Linked DNA regions of Ovis aries: region 2 is linked to region 1. The links are chromatin contacts, called in public Hi-C maps. All regions are on one chromosome and are shown on one strand. Each heading gives the region's core, a stretch centred on a gene start, on an enhancer-like site or on the middle of the called end of the contact. The rest is flanking DNA. Distances are from core to core; before and after follow the strand shown.

The links. Hi-C and Micro-C count contacts between places; a contact is called where the count stands out from the background.
Region 2: a contact with region 1 is called in a Hi-C map of tail adipose tissue, with 3 times the contacts expected there. The contact joins the promoter of MAN2B1 here to the promoter of MAST1 in region 1. A contact is called at or near these places in 4 of 16 Hi-C or Micro-C datasets (blood, omental adipose tissue and tail adipose tissue).

What each region holds. Positions count from the first base shown.
Region 1 is chr5:11,006,483-11,012,784 of ARS-UI_Ramb_v3.0, reverse strand. It overlaps MAST1 (microtubule associated serine/threonine kinase 1), which reads left to right and starts at 2,552. Exons shown (of 27, transcript XM_042249854.2): 1 at 2,552-2,611. The coding sequence starts at 2,573.
Region 2 is chr5:11,134,823-11,140,977 of ARS-UI_Ramb_v3.0, reverse strand. It overlaps MAN2B1 (mannosidase alpha class 2B member 1), which reads right to left and starts at 1,983. Exons shown (of 24, transcript XM_027969572.2): 1 at 1,666-1,983; 2 at 877-979; 3 at 527-700; 4 at 1-158. The coding sequence starts at 1,968. WDR83OS (WD repeat domain 83 opposite strand) reads right to left here. Exons shown (of 4, transcript XM_027969571.2): 2 at 3,695-3,800; 3 at 3,228-3,325; 4 at 2,704-3,109. The coding sequence ends at 3,043.

The sequences.
Region 1 (6,302 bases), core at 1,303-3,802:
GGAAGAGGGTAGGTATCCTGCAGAAATACTGTGAATAGGTCGGTGGATAAAAGTTGTTGACTATGAATGTTGACGATGAGTGAATAAGGTACCATGTGTGGAGATGGTGTGTGTCTCCCTCTAAAATGTGTGTGTGCATGACCCCTCTGAAGTTTCTGTGAATTTTTGTCCCCTACAAACATTCCCTCAATTCATTCAACAAACATTTATTGAGCACTTATGGTATACCAGCTTCTGAGGATGCAACGTTTTGACTAAGACATGAAAATCTCAATCCTCGTAGAGCTGACAGTTTAGTGGCAGTGTCCAGCAAGTAAAACGGCCCTCCAAAATAAACTAAAACTAAAAGAAAGAAAGAAAAACAACCTTCCAGTGAGTTCATGAGTACGTGTATGCGTGTCCATGTTTTGTACTGGGAGGATAATGTGTCTGTATTTTGCATACTGTATTTAGTGTGCAGCTGAGCTTCCCTTGGTTTGGATTATGGTTGTGTATATGCCTGCCTATGCTTGTGTTTGTATGTGTTGTGTGTGTCTGCATTGCTGAGTGTGTGTATGTCTGTGTTTTCTAAGTACGTGTTTGGATGTATGTTTGCAGAACGTCAGTTTGTCTGTATATGTGTTTCTGTGTTTGCTCCATATATGTTTGTATGTGTGTGTGTTTGTAGAATGTATGTTTTGTGGAGTGTTTCCAGAATGGGTGTATGTGTATGTGAGTCTGTTTGTTGAACATGCGTTGGCATGTTTATGTTCATGTGTAAGTTTGCAGTGTGTGTGTGTGTGTGTGTGTTTGCCTGTGCTCGTAGAGTGTGCATGTTTTTGTGAGCAATGACCACTACCACAATCTCTCTCCCTTTCGTCTCAGACTAGTGCAGAGTTTTTGTCTGTCTCTTTTATGGATGTACTCCCAAAATCCAAACCACTTCTTTGCACACAGTAGGTGCTCAATACCTGTTGAATAAATGAATCAAGAGACACTGTCTCCTGGGCGCTGCATGGGTACACGCTGTTGGCTTCAGCAACCAGTATCCAGTGGACTTAGCCCTCACCCGCTCCATCTTGGGGTAGTCCAGGGTGTTCGTGGGTCATATCTGTCCATCTTCTAAGCTGTGCCTCCCGATAACCCTTCCTTTCCCCTGACCTTCGCCCCCAACCCTGCGCTCATATTTCAGCACGACGGACAGGAGTGCTCCAGATCAGCACCACGGAGAGTTCCCTAGGCTGCAGGCTGAATCCGGGGCAAAAGAAATGTCCCGACCTTGGACAGAGGAGTGCGAGGAACAGACTCGGCGAGATGGCAGCACAAACATGCCGACAGAGACAGAGAGAAACAGATCAAGACAACTCAGGCAAAGGCGCAGAGATGAGTAGAAAAGCGCCTGGGGAACACCAAGAAGTAGACTTCGAAGTGGCTCCCTTTGACTGTCAGAGGTCGCTCCGGCCCAGTGACCGCGCCCTCCAGGGCCTTCGAGAAGGTTATGGGCTGAGACCCTTGGGAAGCCGCCACCCCGCCGTGCCCTCCAATGTCAACGTTGGGGGTGGGGGCTTCCACTCCAACTCTGGGAAGCATTGTTGGCTTGGCCTCAGCAGTAGGAACACTGCGGGGGAGTGGTGAAAATCGCTCCCGCTGCCCCCCTTCCCAACTACCAGCTAATCGTTCCTATAAATACAGCCCAGCCTAGCCTGGCTTCTTAATCCCGACGATGAGGGAGGGGATCGCTGGGGGAGGGGGCGGCAGGGTTCCCCGAGGAGTCTCTGCTTGGGAAGGGGGTTCGTATATGCCTGTAAGTGTTTTCCTGAGGGGGCATCTCCTATGAGGACAGGTCTCATACACTGCAGATACACTCTAAGAGACTCCTTGGGATATGAAGTCTCGTGGATAGGGGCAATTTCTCATAGAGACTATGGCTTTTATGGGGTCTTTCATTGAGGGTACCCTCACCAGGCTCCCCAAGTGAAATATCCTGGCGCGGATCCTTCTCTACGGAAATGTCTCTTCTTTGAAGGGTGGGCTTTTGAAAGGAAGTGTCACCTCTCAGAGACCATCTGTTTCAGAAATGATTCTCAGGGTGAAAGGAGTTCCTGATTGGAGAGGACCTCCCTGCGGGGACTACCTCCCCGTGGGAATGTGTCTCTCTGAGGGGATCACTGCGGGGAGGGAGTTGTCTGCATAGGGAATGTATCTTAGTGAGCTTGTCTCCCTTGGGGTGTTTCTTGCGTTGGGAGCCTACCCACGAGCATGTCTCTCCCCTGGCACGTCTTTCCTTACGGGGGTCTCACGGTAGCTTGACTTCACTGGGGGCATCTGGAGGCTCCTCCCCCACGCTTACCCCCTTTCCCCCTGCGCGGGCAGCCTCGGCCAAGGCCGGGCTCGGGCGCCCAGACGCAGTGACGGTGCCGGGTCCGCCCCACTTTGCTCCGCCCCCGCCACCTCCCTCCGGTCCCCCCCCCCCCGCCCCAGCCGCCGCCGCCGCGGTCCCCGCGGCTTCTCACTCCCTCCCGCCTCCCGCCTCCCGCCGCTACCGCCGCCTCCCACCTCCCTCCCGGGGGCCGAAGCCGCTGCCGCCGCCGCCATGGACGATTCCGGCCTGATTCGTCGCCGGAGGCTGCAGGTATGCGGCGGCCCCGGGTGGATGGGAAGGGGTCGGCACCCCGGGGCGGAGCCCGGCAGGAGGCGGGAGAACTTGACGCCGGGGTGGGCCCAGGCACCCCCTCCCACGGCCTCGGGAAGCTACCCGGGGGGAACGAGGTGGCCGCGTCCCGCCGCGCTGGGGACCCCGCCCCTCAGGCTCTGCCCGGGGACCCAGGGATCTGACGGAGGGGCCTGCAGCCTAGCGCTCCCCCTCGAGAGTAGCCCAGGGGCGCCCGACCCTTCAGAGGAGATAGGGGGCTGGGACTGAGATCTTCGCCCTGGTGCTCGGCCAGGCTCGGGGTGAGGGGGTGCAGGGCAAAGTTATTGCCCCAGGGCTCGCGGCCCCCGGGGCTGCAGGCGCCGCAGCAGCGGTAAACATGTTTGTGTTGCAGCCTCGCCCCTCATTACCCTAGGAGTCCCTTTCTGAGTCATGGGGACCCCCTACGACCTGCACGCACCTGCTTGGCCACCGAGATTCTTCCTACTGCCCTAATTGGACAGGGATCTAGACAGTCTTCCTCCTCACCCTTGATTCCACCCCTCTTCACTACAACACTACCCTACCCCCGCCCCCACTCCGCGATCCTCAAGCCCAGCCCAGCTTGTGGGTGGGCGGGAGCGATTTTTAGCTCCTTGCAGCCTTAGATGTTGGTCTCCAGGCTGCGCAGGCGCAGGAAATGTGGGTCCACTGCACGGAGTGGGATACTGAGGCTTGCTGTGGAGTGTGGGGAACTCCCACCTCCTAGATGGGTGGGGATTCTGAAGTTGAGAAGGGTTCTATTTGGTCCGCAGCATGCACTTTTAAGGGTTAATATGGGGGTTTGGTGTTGCCTCCAAACTAACTCCAGAGTGAAAATTGATCAAAACTTCACCCTAAGGCCTGCCTGGCATCTGGTTCTTCTGAGTCTCCTTGACGCACAGCCCCGAGCTAGGTAATCTGGAAGAGTTTATGTAAAGCCTAGAATGAGCCCAGTCTCAGGCTGCATCCCTAGCCTGGAGTTTGGGATGAGGAGAGAATTCAAACCCTCACCCAGGGCCCTCTTCCACTTTTGGAAGGGGCCATTTCAGAGGGCAAGGACTTCTCAGGCGTCTGGATGATGCTGGAACCAGTCCTGAGTTTTAACCACAGCCCAGATGGACTCTTCAGGTCTTCCTCTGATTCCCTTCTTATCCCTGGGTTGGGTTAGGAGAATGGGTTCTAATACAAGGAAGGGAGATGCCGCGAAGACCGAACAAGTACTGAGGCAGCCAGATATGGTCCGTGCCCTCGGGTCCTGGAATAAAGGGGGAAAGGGGAGGAGCCTTCCTAGGGTGTTCCGCCCCCTGGGTCGGCGCCGACTCCCATTGGCTCAGTGCCACGCGGGATTTCGTTCTCCCCGCAAGACCACGCCCCTATCCCGGGATCCTCCCATTCACCCAACTATCCTTCCCAAAGCTTGTCTTGGCCGAGGTACTCCGCCGAGATCCTGCCCAAACCGCTTCCCTTCTGGCACGGTAAACCACTGTGCAGCCTGACTACACTCTCACACATTGGTGCAACCCCTTAGGAGCTGTCCCACAACTGTGGAGCGCCCAAGTTTCCCGCGTGTGAATTCGGATCGTACAGCAATCTAAGCTCAAATGCCCTTTCCGCAGGGCCCTCCTTTCTTTAATCCCAAGGAGATGCAGAATCCGCTGGGCAAAGCAGTTCTGTAACTGGCGATGGAAGTGGCCTCTATTTACACTGACACCAAGGTCCAAATCCTCTGCCTCTCCACATTTTCCCTTTCCTCGACACTAAAATGTTTAGGGATGCTTAGCAGATGGGGCTAGAGTCGAAAACTTTTCTAGGTAGCACTTAGAGCACCTAGAGCCCTGGGGCTCACCCTCATAGGCCACAGTGTCTCTGAGTTTTGAGTACCGGACTCCATGGCCAGAAAATCCAGATCTTGGTTTTGACTGGGCCATTGCAGTTGCCTGGCAAGGCTGGTCCAAGGGGCGGCTCATTCAAGCTAATTCTGCAAAGACAGAAGGAAAATCTGGTACAGAATTTTGGTCATCCCTGGCTCGGGATGGCAGAGCTACCAATCTGGACAGTGCGCCCTTTGACCCCAACTATCCATCTGTCCTCTGTACTTGGGACTGCGAGGTCCCTCTGGCTCATCTTCTGCCATACAGCATATACATCCACAATGTTCCTATGATCTAATATTTACTGAGCAATTACTATGTGTGCTAGGCAGCATACTAAGGTGCTAGGCACCTGCATCATCTGCAGAATCCTCTAGAAGGTATGAACTATTGGAAGGTCATTTGCCAAGGTTTTAAGTGGTAAAGCTGGGATTCAAACTCAGGACTTTCTGCTATCAGAGATCCTAGAAAGATCCTAGAACATTCCTCAATTCTCCCTGGTTGGTGGGCTTCAGTTGCGTTCGACTCCTTGAGACCTATGGACTGTAGCCCGCCAGACTCCTCTGTCCATGGGATTCTCCAGGCAGGAATACTGGAGTGGGTTGCTGTGCCCTTCTCCAGGGTATCTTCCCGACCTAGGGATCAAAAGCAGGTCTCCCACACTGTGGGCAGATTCTTTACTGTCTGTGCCACCAGGCAGATCCCTGGCTGGAGTCCCCACTAAAGAGGTTTTGAAACCCTCATCTGAATCTTTCTACTTGCAGCCCTACCCAGTCCCTTCTATTCACCATAGCCTGTGGACACAGAACTGGCTGGAAGACGATGTTGCTTCTCCCTTCTGTTCTTCAGTGCTCTCGGAAAAGGGTCCAAATCTCTAATTTCTGGTCCCAGTGGTGGCTTCCTGTGTGCTTGACAAACAGAATGCAAATGTCTTCTAATGTGGACAGAGCTAAAACCTACCCATGGTTATCATGTTTATCACTGCCATTACTGAAAAAGACTACCCAGCCATCACCTGATTTCCCCCTCCCTTTTTTTTTGTCCACCACATGGCATGTGGGATCTTAGTTCCCCGACCAGGGATTAAACCCGCATCTCCTGCAGTGGAAGTCTGGAGCCTTAACCACCTGACCACCAGGGAAGCCCCCTGATTCCATGTCAGATCTCAGTTTTGAGCCCTGCTAATGACCCCCACCCCAACTCTGTGAATCTGGTTGAGCGTGGGGTAGAGCTACTGAGATGCGGAGGGGTCATTCACTCATCCAGTCATTCAACCTTTCCTGCTTGAGCATGCCAAGTTTATTCCTGCCTCGAGGGCTTTGCAACTGCCTCTACTTGGAATGCTCTCTCCACAGATCCTCCCATGACTGACTTATTTTTTCAGCAACCAATTTAAAAGTCACCTCTACAGAGCAGCCCTCTGGCCCTCATGTTCCCCTCCTAGCCATTTCCCATCACATCACCTTGCTTAACTAAAAAAATAAAATAAAAATTATTTTATTTGGCTGCACCGGGTCTTAGTTGTGGAACATGGGATCTAGCTCTCTCTGGCCAGGGATGAAACCTGGGCCCCCTGCATTGGGAGGGTGGAGTCTTAGCCACTGGAACACCAGGGAAATTCCACCTTGCTTAATTTTATTCATAACATTTATTTCTGTCTAAAATTATTTCATTCACTTCTACATTAATGTTGTCTGCTTCTCTCCTTTAAATACTGGTCCCCAAAGGGCAGAAATTTTCATTTGGCTCATGTACTGCTGTGTCCCCAGTGCCTAGCTGCA
Region 2 (6,155 bases), core at 734-3,233, 130 kb before region 1:
GAATGGGTCGATGTGCCAGGCCACACGGGGGCGCCCGTCGCTGCCGAACGTCTCCTCCAGGAAGCGCAGCCCGAGTGTCATCTGGTCGATGATGGCTCCGTAGTGGGTGGTCGCCTCATCGTTCATCACCCAGCCACCGTTGGCAAACTCTAGGCGTCCTGTGCCGGGAGGGGCAAAGTCCGAGTCAGTTGTCAAGGCCAGGAGTGGGGCCAGGGTTGGTGATGCCAGGGACGAGAAGACCTGCCTAAATGACCAGGCCTGAGAGGAGAAGAAGGGTCAGGGGTCACTCTCAGGCCAGTGTAAGTGAGCTATGGAACAGAAGGCCCCCTTGTACAGCAGGCTTTCTAGAGGATTCACTGGAGGTGGGGTCTTACAGGATGTTTAGTTGTTCTCCAAAAAAGGGAAATTCCAGGCAGGTGCAGCCACATAGAGGCTGCACATGGCATGATAAAATCTCAGAAGCCAGGGTGCTAGAGATAGCAGCTGGGCTGGGCTTCCTCTTTTCACTTCCTGAGGGGAGGCTCACCCTGGCGCACCAGGTCCCGCACGATTTTCTGTGTTGCATCTGTCTGCTGGTGCCACCAACGCGAGAAGAAGGCAATTTCCACATAGATGAAGCGGCGGGTGGGATCCGCCAGCAAGGAAGAGATGACGGAGTCTAGGATGTACTGTACGCCCGCCTGCTGGATGTTATTGTAGACTGTGGGCACAGGGGTCAGGCAATCAGGAATCAGCAAGCCAAGGGAAACATTCTTAGACACAGGAGCCCAAGCTGGGTGTTGCCCCACCCTGATTGTCCAGGCCTGAAAAGCAATTTGAAGGGCTCTGCGGGACCATGGGAGTCCCAGGGGTCACTCCCCACCCTCCTCTACTCACTGCCGTAAAAGTACTGGTCCACCGTCTTGAGCCAGCCGACATCATCGTGTGTGTGAGGCACCAGGTGTACATTCAGCATGTCTGGCTTCACCTTTGGGCATGTCTGCACAGGGACCCCAAACACACCTCACTCTGTCAGTAACCCCAAGGTTAAGAGGCAGGCTGCAGTGGGGAGTTGGGAGGATATAAGGCAAGTTTTGATCTAGAAGCAAGTGACTAAGGTGGGGATGGGCTCCCCCAAGAAGGACACACATAGTTGTGCCATAGATGTACTTCCCAATTGACAGAACTTCTCAGAGCACCTCTTGTGCATGCCCTGGGGAAATACTAGTAGTAGCTAATGTTTATCAATAATTTGTTAATACCAAGCAGCCACCCTGGGACCTGAGGGCAACATTATCTCCAGTTTTCAGATGAGCATACAGAGGATCAGAGAAGTGAAGTGACTTGGCCAAGGTCACACAGCCAGCAAGTGGAGAAGCCAGGTTAGAACTTCAGGCAGCTGACTTCCAACTCTCAACCAGTCCCCATCACACTTACAGCCCGCTCATGTGAATGCTTGCAAAGTCCAGGTAAGCCAACCCACAGACGCAAGAGACAGACACAGACAGCTCCGTTCTCAGACTAACACAGCCAGTCTTCTCAGTAACACAAAGGATGAACCAGATCACACTGTCATATTAGCAACCACTCACTGGGCACCCACAAAACAGACCCACCCACACCTCCGGATTCTACTGGAAGCTTCACTATGGCTCTTGTACATTTCCGCTAGCGGGCCGCGCTCACCTTGTATCCCGCCGCCCAAGCGCAGGGCGCCGCTAGGAACAACACGAAGAGGAAGGAGAGAGGCGGGAGCGGTGGCCGCGGCGCGCGGAAACTCGTCCGTGATTCTACCGCGCCCCAGCAGCCGCCGGCGCGAACCCCTGAAGGCCGCGCGTCACCAGCCATGGCTCTGCAGCCGCCGCCGCCTCGGCCTCCGCCTCCGGGGGTTCTCCGGCCAGGCCGAGGCCGGGTAAATGCTCCGCCTCCAGAACCCGACTTGGCCAATGGGCACAGGCGGGGGCGTGCCCGAGGCGTGACCAGGTCCATCACGAGACCAACGCGGTAGCTCTGGGTACAGCTGGGGGCTCTAGCAGCGAAGGAAGGCACTGGCGCGTCACATCCTCAGGGTGCTGCTTTGGCCAGTGAAGCCTTTAGGGTCTTGTGGCCTCTGTGTGACCGGAGTGCCCTATAGTGTCCCCCTCCCCACCACCGACGCATAAGTCTCAGGTTTTCCCGCGGATGCTGAGTTTGCCTTGGAGGTATTGCCTAGGATTCTAGGGTATTCCATCGACCTTCAGGGCTACGGTTTGCAAAGGACCTAGCTTGGCTAGGAGCTGAGGTTAATGGGGGCTGTTTCGTCCTATGGATTGAGACGTTAAATAAAGGAATTACCCTTACAGTGCTGGGGAGGGGAGACCCCCAGCCTTGTTCAAGAGATACCAGTGTCCTCTGGTGAGCAGTGAGAACCTGACAGGTAAGGGGAGAACTGCCTACCTTCCCCAGTCCCTACCAGTCCATCCGATGTCCTGACATTACCCTCACACATTTGAGAAAACCAAAGCCCAGATTCCTGAGATCAGCAGAGCTATCTTCTGCGTTGTCAGAGGACAGAGATCACTGTTTAGTCTCTGGCAGCTGGCTTAAGGCATGAGTCTTGCGAAATAAGCAAATGAACTAACCAAAAGGCTCCAGACTGGGGCCCCACCCCAGGCCTGACAGAGTGGGAAGGTGGAGCCCTTCCCTCTATTAGGACAAACAGCCACCATGCACAGGAGAGAGGGGTCGCAGAGAACAGCCAGAATGCAAAACTTTATTAACGGGTTTCAACAAGAAAATGAGTGGGTACACCTAGAAACATGGACAGCGTCTCCCCTGGGAGCAGGCAGGGTAGGAAAAGAAGGTGGGGTGGACGGTTAGGCCGAGGGGATTCCTCTCTCTGCTCCAGCAGCCGTGAGATCCCAGGGTCAGGGCCAGGTTCCCTCCGTCCAGCTGCAGACCCAGAGACTGCCTCGCCCAGGGAAGCCCAGCACTGCAGCTGATGGCAGGAGGCTGAGCAGCCACGGGTGAGGCCTAGGGCAAGGTGGCTAGAGAGGCCCAAGACGTGACCCCTCTAGGCTGACATCACCAGGGGGGCGTCATGGGCTGAGGGTTCTGCAGATATGACATCACCACAGCAGAGATGGATAGCCTGAGATAGGAGAGAGGTGTCAGTCCAGGATGGAGAGGCTGGGGGGCGGGGAGGGGGTCGGGGGGGGGGGCTCCCTCCCCTCCCCCAGGAGTCCCTCCCTCCCCAGACCCAGCCTCACATGAAGCTACTCATCATCTGCTTCGTGTCCTCAGAGCTCCGGGAGTTGGCAAAGCTGATGAAGGAGCAGTAGACAGCAACCCAAGCGCACCACTTCAGCTGGAAGAGGGGGGTGGACGGGCAGGGTTAGGTCAGTGAGAGGCACCCCAGTGAGCCATTCCCCCACCAGTTCCAATCCCAGTTTCACCTGGTGCAGCTCCAGCCTTGATCCCCAGGAGTCCCTCTGTCTCAGCCTCCCAAAGTTAACTCTAGGTACCCAAGTTCTGGTCCTAATCCCTGAACTGCATCTCTGACCATGTTCCCTCAAGCCTAAGAAGCCTGGTCCTTAACATCCCCCATCACCCTAAGGACCCCACCAAGTTGCCTTAAAGCCTCAGACCAACGTCCAATGTGCCCACCCTGACCCGGACCTCTGGCTTCACAACAGCTCTGATTTTCTCCACTTATCATTACCCCAGCCCTGCCCACCTTGAGCATGAGGCCGCACATGCTGAAGATCATGCCGAGCAGGTTCATGTAGTCTGGTGTCGGATCATCCAGGGCTGGGTTACACTCGCTCGGTGGGGGCTTGTACCTGCGGCAGGCTCAGGGTCAGAGGCATTCGACTTCTGCCCCTAGGGTGGGCAGATGCTTCCCTGGACCTCCAACCCACCATCTGAGACCCATCCCCATTGTTAAAAATAAAACCACAGGTCCAAAACGGAGTCATTTATGCTAGGCCGTGCCACTAAACTGGGGCTTACTACCTAGCCTGAAAGGAGCATCAGCCTCCTCCAGAAACATAGTCTCTGACATTGTAGTCATCCTTTTTTCTGTTTATGACTTCCCTGTTCTACCTTTAAAAACCTTTCTGTTTCTATAGCCCTTTAATGCTCCCCTCTACTTGTTAGACGAGATGTTGCCAGATTCATGAATCCTTCAGTAAAGCCAATTAGACCTTTAGAATTTACTCAGGTGAATTTTGTTTTTCAAGAGGTTTGGTAGCAGCAACAGGATCCAAAGTGAACCTCTGACATTCAGGGACAAGGAACACAAGGAGGGGTACCCGTGAATCCCCTTCTGAGTTCACTGTCTTTCTCGCTGGATCTGGAGGCCATGGGTAAGTTCCTCTCAGTTCTGAGCTCTGCTCTCTGTGTCATGCTCCCGACCTAATTGGCTTTCTGGCCAGTTCCTCATTTGTCTGGAATCACTAGTTCCATGCTGGGAGCTGCTGGTGGTTCTGACTACAGTTCCTCATTTGGCTGGAAACCGCAGGCCCTTGGTTCTGTTCCCAGATTCCTTGTTGGGACGTGCTGGCAGTTTGGTCTGCAGTTCCCCAGTTGTTTGGTATCAGTCCACAGTGCCCATGTAGGGTCCACTCCTGGTTCAAGCCTTTCTCCAGGCCCAGGTTCCACGTAGGCAGTCAGTGATGGTGTGCACAGGGCCTTTTTCTTGGCCAGGCCACAGTAACTGGTTATGACTGGAGTGTTACAGTATTCATGTCTGTCTGTCTTCATTTGTGTAGATAAAGGCCAGCCAAGAGAGATGGGAGCATCTCTGACCCCACCATGTCCTTTAATGAGTCTACCCGTTGGCACACCTGCTTATTTTTATGACCAAGAACTGTAATCTCAGAAGCTGTAAATATCTACAAAAATGGCAAAGTATGACTAAAAACAACCTAGAATTACAATGGGTGTCGTGGGGAAGGCTTCCCTGAGACAAGACTGCCCTTGAAAGTGAGGGTTTCAGGACTTCCCTGGGGGTCCAGTGGTTTAAGTCTCCAAGCTTCCACTGCAGGGGTCTCGGGTTCTATCCCTGGTTGGCGAACTAAGAGCCTGCATTCCGTGGGGCACAGCAAAAAAAAAAATCCTCAACCAGACAAAGCTTGCGAAACAGCAACTGTACTTCCCTGACGGCGCAGTGGGTAAGAACCCACCCATCAATGCAAAGAACATGGGTGCCATCTCTGGTCTGGGAAGATTCCACGTGCTGGGGAGCAACTAAGCCTGTGTACCACAACCTCTGAGCACCAAGCCTGCGTGCTGCAACTACTGAAGCCCATATGCCTAAGAGCCTGTGCTCCGCAACAAGGGAAGCCCACTGCAACGAGAAGTCTGCAAAGAGTAGCCCCTGCTCACTGCAATTAGTGAAAGCCTGCACAAAGCAACGAAGACCCAACACAACCATAAATAAATAAAACTTTTTTTAAAAAGCAACAGACCTTTTATAAACCGTTCCTAGAATCTTCCCTACCCCTACTGACTGGTCTGTTACTCAAACATGCAAAACAAAGAAAGATGAATCTGACCGACTTTAAGACACGCTTGCTTGGAAGCCCTCCTCCTATGGTGTTTCGGTTCCATGTGATAGTCACCTAACCGGCTCTAGTGGCCCGTTTGCTCACAGAATATCTCCTGTGGATAAAAACACAGAAGAGAGGATAGGAGACCACCAGGCTGATGGAGCCAATGACCACAGCTGAGCACTTTGAAACGACCTTAGAGTAAGACCACAAGCAAAAATTCTCCAAGTTGTTGGTCTTACAGTTACAATAGCTCCAAGACCAGAGAGCTAAAATAATGCCCTCTGAGGGGTCCACCCACAAAACGCTGGCCCAAGGACCAATGTCTTGAATGTAATCAACTGGGACACTGGAAAAAAGATTGTCCTCAAAGGTCTTATGCAAATTCTTCAACTCGAGTGCCCCCATATCTATCTCCTCAGTATTCCGAGGGATTCTCTGGTAAGCACTTATCTGTAATCCCCTAAAACAGCCAAAGTGAAGTCGCTCAGTCGGGTCCGACTCTTTGCGACCCCATGGACTGTACCCTACCAGGCTCCTCTGTCCATGGGATTTTCCCCACAATAGTACTGGACTGGATTGCCATTTCCTTCTCCAGGAGATCTTCCCAAACCAGGGATTAAACCCTGGTCTCCCGCATTGTAG